Linked DNA regions of Sus scrofa: region 1 is linked to region 2. A link is a contact called in public Hi-C data. All regions are on one chromosome and are shown on one strand. Each heading gives the region's core, a stretch centred on a gene start, on an enhancer-like site or on the middle of the called end of the contact. The rest is flanking DNA. Distances are from core to core; before and after follow the strand shown. Region 1 overlaps SNRK (SNF-related serine/threonine-protein kinase). Region 2 holds the start of SNRK (SNF-related serine/threonine-protein kinase).

Region 1 (6,155 bases), core at 2,579-5,078, 34 kb before region 2:
TGCTAAAGTGGAGATAATATCTGACAGCACAATTATACAAAACTGATGATCTAAAAACATAACAAATAATATAAATATCAACTAATAATGACCCCAAATTCTTATTTGGTTAGAGAAACTTTCTTTTTCCGTTAAGTATTAACCTCCACAGCAACAAAGGGAGTTCTTGTGTGGCTCAGCACATTAAGTACTCACACTGTCACTGCAGTAGCTCAGGTCGCTGCTGTGGCAAAGGTTCGATCCCTGGCCCAGGAACTTCTACATGCTGTGGGTGCAGCCCGGAACAAACAAACAAAAAAAAAACCAAAAGAACAGCAACAAGGAAGTCCATTATTTGAAAACGTTAGATCATTTGCCCAAGCAAACTAACACACTCTGCTAGTTAGGAAGTGATGCATGACTAGAAGAGTAAAAAAATGACAAGGAATAGATATACATGTTTCCACTTACTTCAGTTAGGGTTCAAATAATTTCTGAACGTGGAAATGCTTATACTTTGAGAAACCTAGCTAAATAACATGATTTGAAGCATTTAAACTGGAGAAGAACTGAGGCAGTAAAGTTTTGGAAAGGGTGAATGACCCTCTTACTGAGACAACATTATTCAAGGGCCCGTTTATTCCATCTTCTTATTGTCCATACTTTGTATTTCCTTCTTACTCTATTTCTTGTCTTTGAATCATTAACCTTTCATCCTTTTTATTTATTTTATTACTCAAATGAATTTATCACATCTGTAGTTGTATAATGATCATAACAATCTGATTTCACAGGATTTCCATCCCATAGCCCAGGCACAACCCCCCACCCCCCAAAATTAGGGAAGCAATCCCGTTTACCATCGCATCCAAAAGAATTAACCTTTCATCCTAAGGGCCAAAGGAAAAAGATAAAAATAGTCACTAAAGGAACACAAAGTGGTGTGTGTGCCTTTAATCAAGTTAGTAACAGTGAGGTGCTTCCTCTTAAAGATGTTCTGGGCATTATAGAAGGGCTAGAAACCATATAAACAAGACAGAGCCCAGCATACAGAAAGCCCTCCCAAGGAGGCTGCTGCTGCTGCCCTGCTCCTGTTCACCTGTGCTCTATTCTGGACAGTGAACACAGAAATAAATGAGACACTCCCTTGCTGTTACAGGGCTACTAATTCATTGTGAGAAACAGACAATGGGTAATAGAAACAAGTAAGCTTAAGAAGGCCCAAAGCCAACACAAAGAAGAAAAACTAATGGAGATGGGGGGAAAGAAACAGGGAAGGCCTTTTCAGTAATTCAGCGTGGAAAAGGTGATAACTCAGGGGTTTGGTTCCCAGGACTAGACACCTGGTATTACAGGACTAAGAACTGCTTCAAAGGAAGGGAGGTGGTACTTGTCCTAATAAAAATTCATTTAGTGGATATTTAAAATTATCTTTTCTGTTAAAAAAAATAACTTGCTACTAAAACTACGAACTCACAAAGTATAAGATCATAGCCTCAACTTGAGATCTACGACCACAAGGGAATCCACCAAGTCTGTAACTGGAGAGGTAAAGATGGGTGGGGAAAGTTAGAGAAAGAGCATGGAATGGGGACTTTACATTATTTTCACTTTAAAAAATACTAGTGGAATTGTTTATTCATATTAAAGGTCCACAGGTTAACAAACATCAACCATCTGAAAAATGATACTAATATTGATACTATCTGAAGCATTTGTTTTTATTTTGGACCTGGCTATAGACCCTTGGTTAATAATAGAAAAAGAAAATATCACTTCATAGAATACAGTTCCTTTGATTAAAACAAAAACTTTCAACTCATAGAACTGTGGGTGAGGTGGAAAGATAATAAAGTCTCTGTTAGTACAAAGGATGGGAATTACTGATCCCCTTACTGGCTTTCAGGCTAGCTGAAAATAAGATCTCAAAAATGAGCGCCCGTCTCATCTGCTGACATTCAGTAGGTCAATTCATCATAATTATGATGATCAACTGAATTATGCTATTTCTAGAGTTGGAAGTGGAGTTGATATTACAAAGTTCATTTAGGCAAGCTAACAAAAGAAAAAAATGAAAACAAAATAGAATAAAAGAATGATTAATTTGAGGAAAAGTAACTGCAAGAGGGTGTGGAGGGGGAATGTCACGACTACTGAGAGGTTTTCTGAAAAATCATTTCTGAAGTGAACTATCTAGACAGCAAAAGAATGACGAGGGATTAGAAAGTAATAAAAATAGGGAAACCAGAAGAAAGGTTTTAGGTAGAAACTTCTATTTTTCCCTCTGGATTTCTTTTATCAGTGTAGCAATAAGTCATGAAATCAACAGGAACAGAATGTTCTAAAACCGCTACAGATGAATTTGGGACCAGCACCTTTTACAATACCACTCACAAGTGGCAGAATTTATGCAATCACTTTTCAGTTCCAACTACGGTCAACAGCAACTGACATATGACCCAATACTAATGTTAAAGGGAATGCTTTCTCAGAATAGCAAGTACTGCTATAGTAGAAGTGTGCAGGTTCCAGGGGGTCTATAATGAAACCTAGGACCTTTGTTTCTTTTTTTGCACATGGAGGTTCCCAGGCTAGGGGTCTAATTGGAGCTGTAGCCACCGGCCTATGCCACAGCCACAGCAATGCCAGATCTGAGCCGCATCTGCAAACTACATCACAGTTCGTGGCAATGCTGGATCCTTAACCCACTGAGCAAGGCATAGAGGCCAGGGATCGAACCTGTGTTCTCATTGAGGCTAGTCAGATGAGTTTCTGCTGCGCCACAATGGGAACTCCATGGATCTTTGCTTCTTGTATGATATTCAGAAACCTAACCTCTATGGTCTACTGATGTGAATTCCTACCCACACAGTACGAACGACTCACCTATGTTCAAAATCAGCTAGAGCTCTGGTTACTAAAGATTCTTTTCTGCTCTGAACAAGATAACTAGTTGGATCTAAGGGACATAACTAGAAACCATAGGGAAAGTAGAAAACTGTCAGGTAATCTGAACAGTGTAAGAGTGAGGCAGAAGAGGAGTAAAGAATTTGGACAAGTCCATGTTTTAGAATAGCTCTATTATTCCTGGTTTATCAACACTCCAGTTAGAAGCAAACCTTTATTATTTAACAAGGAATCATTTCTTCTCTTTATAAAAAAGAGTGAGAATGAATATCATCATCTCGCACCTACTTCAAAAAACTTCTTTCCCAGACCTGAATGCACCTAAATACACCTTGGGGACTTCAGAAATAAATGTTGCCCCAAAGAGGCTTATCATCTTTTACCCAAACCTATTTGTCCTCATTTGTGTTCTAACCTGGTCACTGGCACCACCACCCACCTATCCCAGACTCTACACTTTGTGGTCCTCTGACTTCCATGTCAGGGAAATCCCATCAATTCCAACGTGTGCTTCACCCTCCCTGAGATCTCCCCATGCTCGCCTGCCAACCTGGCGACCTGGGCTACCTGGTAGTTTCAGCATCACCATAATACACTGCAATTACAGATGCTCTCTTGTCTTCCTCCATTGCTCAGAGCTCCCAGAGTGCAGAATATGTCCCCTGCACCCAGGTAATGCCTGCTCGACAGAAGTGTGTTGAACGGAGTGAGCCTGAAACTAAAGACAAAGCAGTACTTCTGCAAATACTGTTCAGGTAGAGCCCCGCAGAAAGCAGCAGAAGTCGAGGTTTAAGGTACATGGGTAGTGAGTGTACTTCATGTACTTCAAATAAAAAGCTGAAAGGGAAAGGGGACTAAGAAGTGCTGAGAGTAGTGTGTGTGGGGTGAGGGGAGGGAGAGTCATTAAGGACAAGCTGCAGTGTCAGCTGTTTAAGGCATTATGCAAACTTGTTTTTTCAAGTGGAGAGAAAACAGGGAAAAGTTCAAGAACCCAAAGGTTATCAATCACACACTGTGGGACTATACACGTTCACACACATCCAAACCAGACAAGCAGTAGACACTCTTCCAGCTCAACATTCCTTCCTAAGTCATTCTGATACCAGTTAGGAAATGAACTTTATAGACGCCAGGCTAAAACCTAAGAGCTGTGAGAATTCTCTCAGTATGGCCTAGTGAAAAAAGTATGCCTGGGTTAAAGCATCAGAGAGACCAAGGTTCAAACCCCACCAGGGCCGTTTAACTAGCTACATATTCTTGGCCAAGTGACCTGGCTTCTACATGTCTTAGTTCTCTCTCCTCTAAAATGTGGACACCACTACTTATCTGTTTCTTTCTAAAAGTGTGTCTGGGCAAACAATACTATATGTATCATTCTAGATTGTAGGAGTAGGACCAGCAGGAAAAAGCAAAAGGGATTTCATGCTTCTTATCAAATATACTTCTGCGTTGTTTGAATTATCTCACAAGAACATTTGTTTATTACTTGAATTAGAAATTAACTGTTTCAAAAATAAACTCAAAAAGACTTAAACATGGCTTAAAGACATTTCTTTACATGACACCATAGAACTACTAGAAGACACAAAACATTTTTTGACATAAATTGTACCAATGTTTTCTTAGGTCAGTCTCCCAAGGCAATAGTAATAACAAAAATAAACAAATGGGACCTAATCAAAGTTACAAGCTTTTGCACAGCAAAGGAAAACATTAAAAAAAAAAAAAAAGGCAATCTACTGAATGGGAGAAAATAGTTGCAAATGATGCAACCAATAAGGACTTAATCTCCAAAATACCAAAAAACTCATTCAACTCAGCAAAAACAAAAAAACCAACCCAATCAAAAAATGGGCAAAAGACCTAAATTGACTTTTCTCCAAGGAAGATGTATAGATGGCCAGTGGGCACATGAAAAAATGCTGAGTATCACTAACTGCAAATCAAAACTACAATGACGTACCACCTGACACTGGTGAGGACGGCCACGGGGGAATGGAGAGGGAGAGGGATAGACTGGGAGTTTGGGGTTAGTAGATGCAAACTATTATATTTAGAAAGGATAAACAATAAAGTCCTACTGTATAGCATAGGAAACTATACCCAATCTCCTGGGATAGACCATGATGGAAAAGAACAAAAGAATGTGTGTGTGTATATAACTAAGTCGCTTTGCTGTACAGCAGAAATTGGCACAATTCTGTAAATCAACTACACTTTAATTTTAAAGGGGGGGGGGGAGTCTAGACATGGTCTGTATTCAGTGGGCCAGTGATTCTCAACCTGTGGTCTGAGGTCCTTCATTCTGCAAGATCCCCTTAATGTCTGCATAGACCAATCTCACCCTACTTAGCATTAATAGCTATAGTAGGAAATACTTAATTTTTAGTGCAAACAACTTCCTTCAAGGATTAAGAAAACTCAAATATTAAACTCACTGATGTTTATAAGCATCCCTGACAGTATTACACAGTGTGATCAAAAAAAAGGGGGGGGGGCAGGGTTATAGGTCCACAGACTCCCTGGGTGACCTTTTTCCTGGTGGTAACTTATTTCTACAGTGCCTAGGGAGAGGATTGGGGTCCCCTAATGCCTGGGAAGGCATCAGGATAGTGCTGCTGGCCACAACCCTCTAGTTCTATGTTCTTGCTTCTAGACAAACCTGAGGGTTCTAAAGGGAAAGGTGACCCTGAAGCCAGAGCCACCAAAATCACCCACCTCAGTACATTCCCAGACAAAGTCAGTCTGGATGCTCTGACTTCCTAGGAATTGCCACCCTCAGAAAAATCCCTCCAAGTATCTAAATACCTTGGGAGTTCCTGTTGTGGCTGAGTGGAAATGAATCCGACTAGCCGCCATGAAGACGCAGGTTCAATCCCTGGCATCGTTCAGTGGGTTAAAAATCAGGCATTGCCATGGGCTGCAGTGTAGTTCACAGATGCAGCTCGGATCTGGTGTTGCCGTGGCTGTGACGTAGGTCGGCAGCTACAGTCCCGATATGACCCCTAGCCTGGGAACCTCCATATGCCATGGGTGCAGCCTTAAAAAGACAAAATAAATAAATAAATATATGTCTTGGTGAAGCAAGAATCAGCTACGAACTCATACCTTTCCAAAATTACATCCTTTAAAAAAGTGTCTTGTGAAATCTAAATACTTTTTTTTTACAAGCTTATGGGAAAAATTTCTAATTTTTGTCCAATTTTATTATAACATTAGTTACAAAATCTAAAACGTTAATATACCAGAAATACTTTTTAAATGTGGAA
Region 2 (5,546 bases), core at 2,656-5,155:
AATCTATAATGACTCCAGTAGAGAGTGGCAGCAGTTGGGACCATTCACTCAGACCAGGAATACAGGACAGGAGCAAACATTTCCTGGGCATCTACTGCATGTTAGTACAGAGTGGAAGATTCGCTGCTAGCTCTGGAATTCTAATTGAAAAACAATTTCAATCCAACCCATCTGAATTAAAACAGATTAAAATGGGTTATGGTTTCCATTAATGGGCAACAAATTAAAGTTTAGATTTTTTAAGTTTCTTCATCATGACATTTCTTGGGTACACTGACTATGCATGAGGTATTACACTAGCCTGGAGATACAGAAATCAAAGAAGAGGTTTCTGCCTTCGAGGAGCTGACGGTCTTTGGGGTTTGAGAAAGATAACTGCATGTAAACAACTGAGAAACTGAGGCCCAGTGAGGCTTTGATGTGACCAGTTACAAGTCCTGGAGCACTGATTTCATAACCCACATTACATTTGAGGCCAACATATAACTGAGGTGGGGTCTGTGTTTAAAGAGACAGAAAGACAGACACCCCTCTCCCCAATCTTGCTTTGAGACACATCATGGTGCAGACAAGGCCTTCCGACTCTGAAGGAACTGCTGAGTAGTCGCATGAAGCAGTCTGGGGAATACAACATAACAAGTAAGGAGAGGGAAGAGAGGCCTGCTTTGTCATGAAAGAGCCTACCTGAGCAGAGGCCAAACTCTGGAGGTGCCAAAGCAGAATCTCAGGAGGCTCTGCAAGTGACAGGAGAGAAATAAATGTTCAGGGAATGCAAAGCAAGAATCCTCTTTAGTCAGGTTCCTCCCCTACCACCAGCAGCAAAGGCTCTCCCATGGGACGTAAGGCTTCAACCCAAAGCAGATATACAGAAAAACAAGATGAGGAAATGATCCACAGCATGAATAATGCAGCTCCAGATCATCCAGAACAGACAACACATTTCCAGTGTTCACTCCTGAGCCCCTAGGTTCAAGAGGTTTTTGCACTAGCTGCTCCCAAACTAAAAAAGAATACCAAATATGTCCCCTTCCATCCCCAGAGCTACTGCCCCACTCCTCCCCCTTCCTTTCCAGATTCTTAAAAAAACAAACACAAAAACAAAAATAGCTACACTGTCTCTACTTCCTCAACCCCCTTTTACCCACTTGGATCTAAGCTCTTCTTCCACCACCTGACCTTGTCTCCCTCAACCCTTGGAGCCCTTTCCCCTCTTCTCTGCCTGGGCCCTCTACCTGTCCTTCAAGACGGGTTCACCACCACCTCCTAGATGAAGCAGTCCCAAGTCAGATCATTCCTTGCCCAGGAGTTTTGCCAATGCCTCACCACAGCACTTGATCCTGTCATTGTTTACCTCAGTGTAAATAAAATTTACAATAGCATAAAGGGAGGAACTAGTTTTTATTCACTTTTCTATTGCTACCCTCCAACCCGGGGCCCCCAGAATAGCCAAAGGCTCCATGAATAAAAGATCAGAGGTTAGGTTTACCTTCAAAACTGCCACAAACCACTCAGCTTTTCCACCTAAATTGCTCTAAGACTGTACCTGCACATACATGCACACTGGGAAGTACCTATATTCTGAGTAACAGTTTTCTTATCAAAGCATCTTGGCTAAAAACTCTTAACTTTTGGTTGTTAAGCAAACAGCTTACATGCAGTAAAATCAAGTCTTTAGGGGTCCTCATCTACATTTTTAAATCCTGTAATTCTGACCATGTGGAAAGTATACTTGTACCCTTTCTTCGTGGGCAGTATAATGGGTTCTTAGGCTCGGACAAGCTGCTTCAGGAAAGAAATCAAGCCTTGTTTATATCAATACTTAGACCTATGGCTGTTCAGTATCTCAAAAAATAGGGTGGTTTCTTTTTTTTTAATTTAGTTTCACTTTCTGTATGAAACACCTATAGGAAAGTTTAGACAAAAAGCATTTCTTGAGACTAATAAAAATATCTGAAAGCCCTTTGATTTTAATAAGGACATTTGAAAGTCTTCATTTTAGGATTTTGAAATTACATTTGAACCATAAAGGCCCAATCTTTATTTATGTTCTAGAAAAATAAAAATTACATAACATCTGGGTTCTTGTATGTTTCAAACAAATCGATCCTACTGCAGTAATACAGAAAAACTCAGAATAGTAGAAAATTAATACTGTGAGAGTAACTTTTCTGCACAAAAGAAAACAATAAAAGTCGATTTTGCAAATTTAAAAAATAGAAAGGTAGCACTCTAAGTTCCCTGTCTGGAAAGCCTTAAAGATGGAATATTAAGAAAAGTTAGCACAGTGCAGTTTCAATTACTACACTGCTTCAATATGTGACCTTGGGAATGTCATTTAATTTCTTTCATTTCTAGTTCTGTAAAATGGGAATGTCGTCTGTTTTCCTAAGAGGAACAATTAGACAGTCAAACAGAAGAATCAACATGATTTTTTTTTTTTAAAGAAACTTGTCTAATTAGAACACTTTAATCACCACTTGTACAGTACATTCCTCTTCAGGAATCCAATTCCAACAGAAATATTTAAGCAGACGTTGAAGACAGATTTCCTCAAGGGAATGATTTTATAAATCTGGAGAGCAATGTAGCAAGATCATAAATTAACAAATTGATTACATAAACCTTGACAACGCTAGGCTTTAAAGTACACTGAGACAGATCCCGATAAATTAGACTGATTTGAGGCTAGTTCCCCAACCCCATACAAGGAACCTAAACTGCAGCAGCTGATGCTTGATAGGAATCCGGTGGAAATTAAACAGGCTGCCAAACACTTGCAGTTCATCACCTGCTCACCATGCTTCACCTTTCACCATAAAACGTGAAACGCATTAAGTCAGCTTTACCAGCTGCTCCTAAGACTGTGAAAATGTACTCAATTAAATGGAAAGGAGGAAAAAGTAACTTGACAGTTTGAAAAATTCTATATTCTCAGACGTCTGTCGGTTGACTACTGCTAAACCCCACCTCTCCAATACTGGACTTGAACCGAACTCCCTATAAAGCGACTGGATTTTATCTGATCCAACTGTTAGGAACAGCACAGCTCCAGGACCACCCCTCCCGGCCCAGGATAAAAGGTTGTCACTTTCCTAGATCCCAAGTCCAAGTTAAAGTCAGGAAGGCTTTTGCAAAACGGTCCAGAAAGAAATCAACAGGCGATGACTATGGAAAAGAAAGGAGGTTTTCCAATCTGAAAAATTCTAGCTGTCCCTTGGGAATGGCACTGCTCCTCCTTCCTTACCCCGATGCCCTTTCTCTACAGACAACAATATCCCCATTCTATTGTACGGCTGCAGTTTTAGCAAGGAATTCCCTTGCTGCGCCAGATTGCTAGATCTTTTGAGAAAGGAAAACACATTTGGTGAAGAATACACGCCGCACTCGGCCCGCTCCGGGGCGGGGCGTGGGGATGCGGGCGCCTCCCGAGGTGCCGCAATCCCGCTGCGGCCCCAAGGGCAGGGCCTCGGTGCGCCCGCGGCCAGCCGCCGCAGTGCCCGCTCCCGTCCGGGCCCCGCCGCCGCCCGCCGCCAGGCGCCAGGCCCCGCCGCCGCCGCCGCCGCGCCGAGTCTGGGCCGCCGCAGTCCGGGCCCGAGACGCGGCCGGCGCGGAGAGCGCGGAGCGCGCAACTTACTTTCCGCCTGCGGCGGGCGCCCCGGCCCGAGAGCCCAGCCCGGCAACCGCCGAGGCGACTAGGCGGCGGAGGCCGGCCCCACCCCCGCCCACGGCCGCGGCGCCTGACCGAGCTCTGCGCTCGCTCCTACCTCAGCTGGCAGGCGGCGTCAGTCCACAGCGGCCGCGGCGCCAAAGACTCCCTCCCGGCCGCCGAATCCCCGCACCCAGCGCTAATCATAATACCAAGCGGGCGGCGGGCCGCGGGGAGGGGGTGGGGCTGAGGGCCGATATGCGCCTGCGCGAGACATACGTCACTATGACGCGTGCGCCGGGGCCGGGCCTCGGGGAGGGCGGGGCGGGGAGCACCTGCGGGCTCCCGCGAGCGTGGTGCTGGAGGGCATCCTGGCAGCTTCTCGACCCCAGTGTCTGCGCTGCGGCTGGCGGTAGGAAGGGGCGAGCGCCGAAGCAGGAGAGAGGATGATGAAGGAGTAAGCAGTAGGGACAAAGGACAATTCCCCCCAGAAAAGTGGGGGAAATCGGAGAGAAGGGACCGCATCCTCACAGGACTCTGCGTCCTGGGCCCCGGGGATGAGGGCATTGTACCCTTTTAAAGGCTCACCCCATCTCCCGACACAAGTTTAAGCAAGAATAGGGAAAGTGTTCAATATGTATTCGTATATATATTTTTTTTCCTCTCTCTCTACAGTTTCTTCTCTCTGGGAATCCAATTTGAAGGAATTTTGTTGATTTTGTTGCTATTTAAACAAAAGGAGAAAAACCCAGCATTTGAATGCAGCGCTGGCTTTAAAGGTCACCGGGAGGCATTTGCCTAGCCAGGCGGCCTCCTCAGGAAAAGCGTGGAAAGGTGAAAAGTCGTGGGAAGTATTAAAACATGAAGTCAGGGATTCAGAACACGCCGGGCATTAACCGTACACTAGATGGTTCCGCAGCATGGTCACCAGCCGGGTGGCTCCCGCAGGGAGCTTAGCGCAGGCCAGAGGTTGGGTTTGGGAGGGTGGCAAAGAGGAGCAAGGGCTCCCGTCTCCCACTCTTGGAAGCTTGGCGCGCAATGGAGTTCGGCTCTCCAGGGTTCCTGGAAGGGAGTGACAAGCCAGATGCCAGATTTCTCCAACCTACTTTTCCCTGATTCTCCCTTGATCTCCACCCCTCCCGGAAGAAAGGAACCCTCGCAGTGAAAGACACAAGCAGGGGTAAAACAAACAAAAACTACTGCTTAGGTGCTCCAAGTTTGATTAAATCGTCTGGATGAGAAGAGAAATTTAGATAGCTTTAGCAAAAGTCTCTTTGGACCTGCAAATGTCAGAAGGCTCTTCTTTCAGACTCTCTCCCAGGTGTCTGAAGATGACTGGGAAGCAGGAGTGGATTGTTGGGAGGTGCAAACCCTCAGGGTAGTAAGTAAGGTTTTCTATTAAAGGGGGTCTCTGACCCTCAGGGCAGAGTCAAGGCTCCAACTCTGGGATAACACTGGCTTAGAAAGAATAACTCACAGCTTCTAACTTGGTTTATGGAATTCCTTCCTTTGTTGCTGGAAAATGAGAAGGCCTTGCACTTTTCTCCTTAGGGAGATATCACTACTCAGGGAACCCTGTCACCAAGTAAAGGGGTGAAATTACCACTCTAATGCTCTCCCAGAGGATTTTCAGTGGTTAAAAGGCCTCTATTGCTAGGTCTCTAGCCCCTGAGATAGAACAGTAACTACAGAACAATGGCTTCAGTAGATAAGCCCTAGGAAGAGAAAGTATTAATGTTGCTGCTGGGTCACTCAGGTTTTGAATAAATTCTATAAGAAAAACAGGGCATAAGAATAGCAAAACAATAAATGAAAGAAACAGAATAATACGTTGGTTTAAATAAAGTCTGCTCAAATTCTCTTCCACAGAGAGGGATGCCGTACCGGCCACGTGGTAAAT

Evidence for each region. Hi-C and Micro-C count contacts between places; a contact is called where the count stands out from the background.
Region 1: a contact with region 2 is called in a Hi-C map of liver, with 4 times the contacts expected there. The contact joins the enhancer-like site here to the promoter of SNRK in region 2. A contact is called at or near these places in 1 of 5 promoter capture datasets (liver), 6 of 47 Hi-C or Micro-C datasets (embryonic fibroblasts, heart right ventricle, liver and 2 more) and 1 of 2 datasets of contacts at active chromatin or transcription factors (skeletal muscle).

Annotation. Positions count from the first base shown.
Region 1 is chr13:26,700,389-26,706,543 of Sscrofa11.1, reverse strand. All of the region lies in intron 4 of SNRK (SNF-related serine/threonine-protein kinase), which reads right to left. Among named protein-coding and RNA genes, the nearest start is that of SNRK, 34 kb to the right of the region's middle. Within about 2 kb of position 3,828, at least 8 of the 83 cell types and tissues checked have an H3K27ac peak or open chromatin away from gene starts, as enhancers often do. A contact at or near this core is called in liver, where this site is marked.
Region 2 is chr13:26,667,567-26,673,112 of Sscrofa11.1, reverse strand. SNRK (SNF-related serine/threonine-protein kinase) reads right to left here and starts at 3,905. Exons shown (of 8, transcript XM_021071714.1): 1 at 3,765-3,905. The coding sequence starts at 3,853. It overlaps LOC102166555 (a long non-coding RNA gene), which reads left to right and starts at 3,987. Exons shown (of 2, transcript XR_306751.3): 1 at 3,987-4,103; 2 at 4,322-4,538.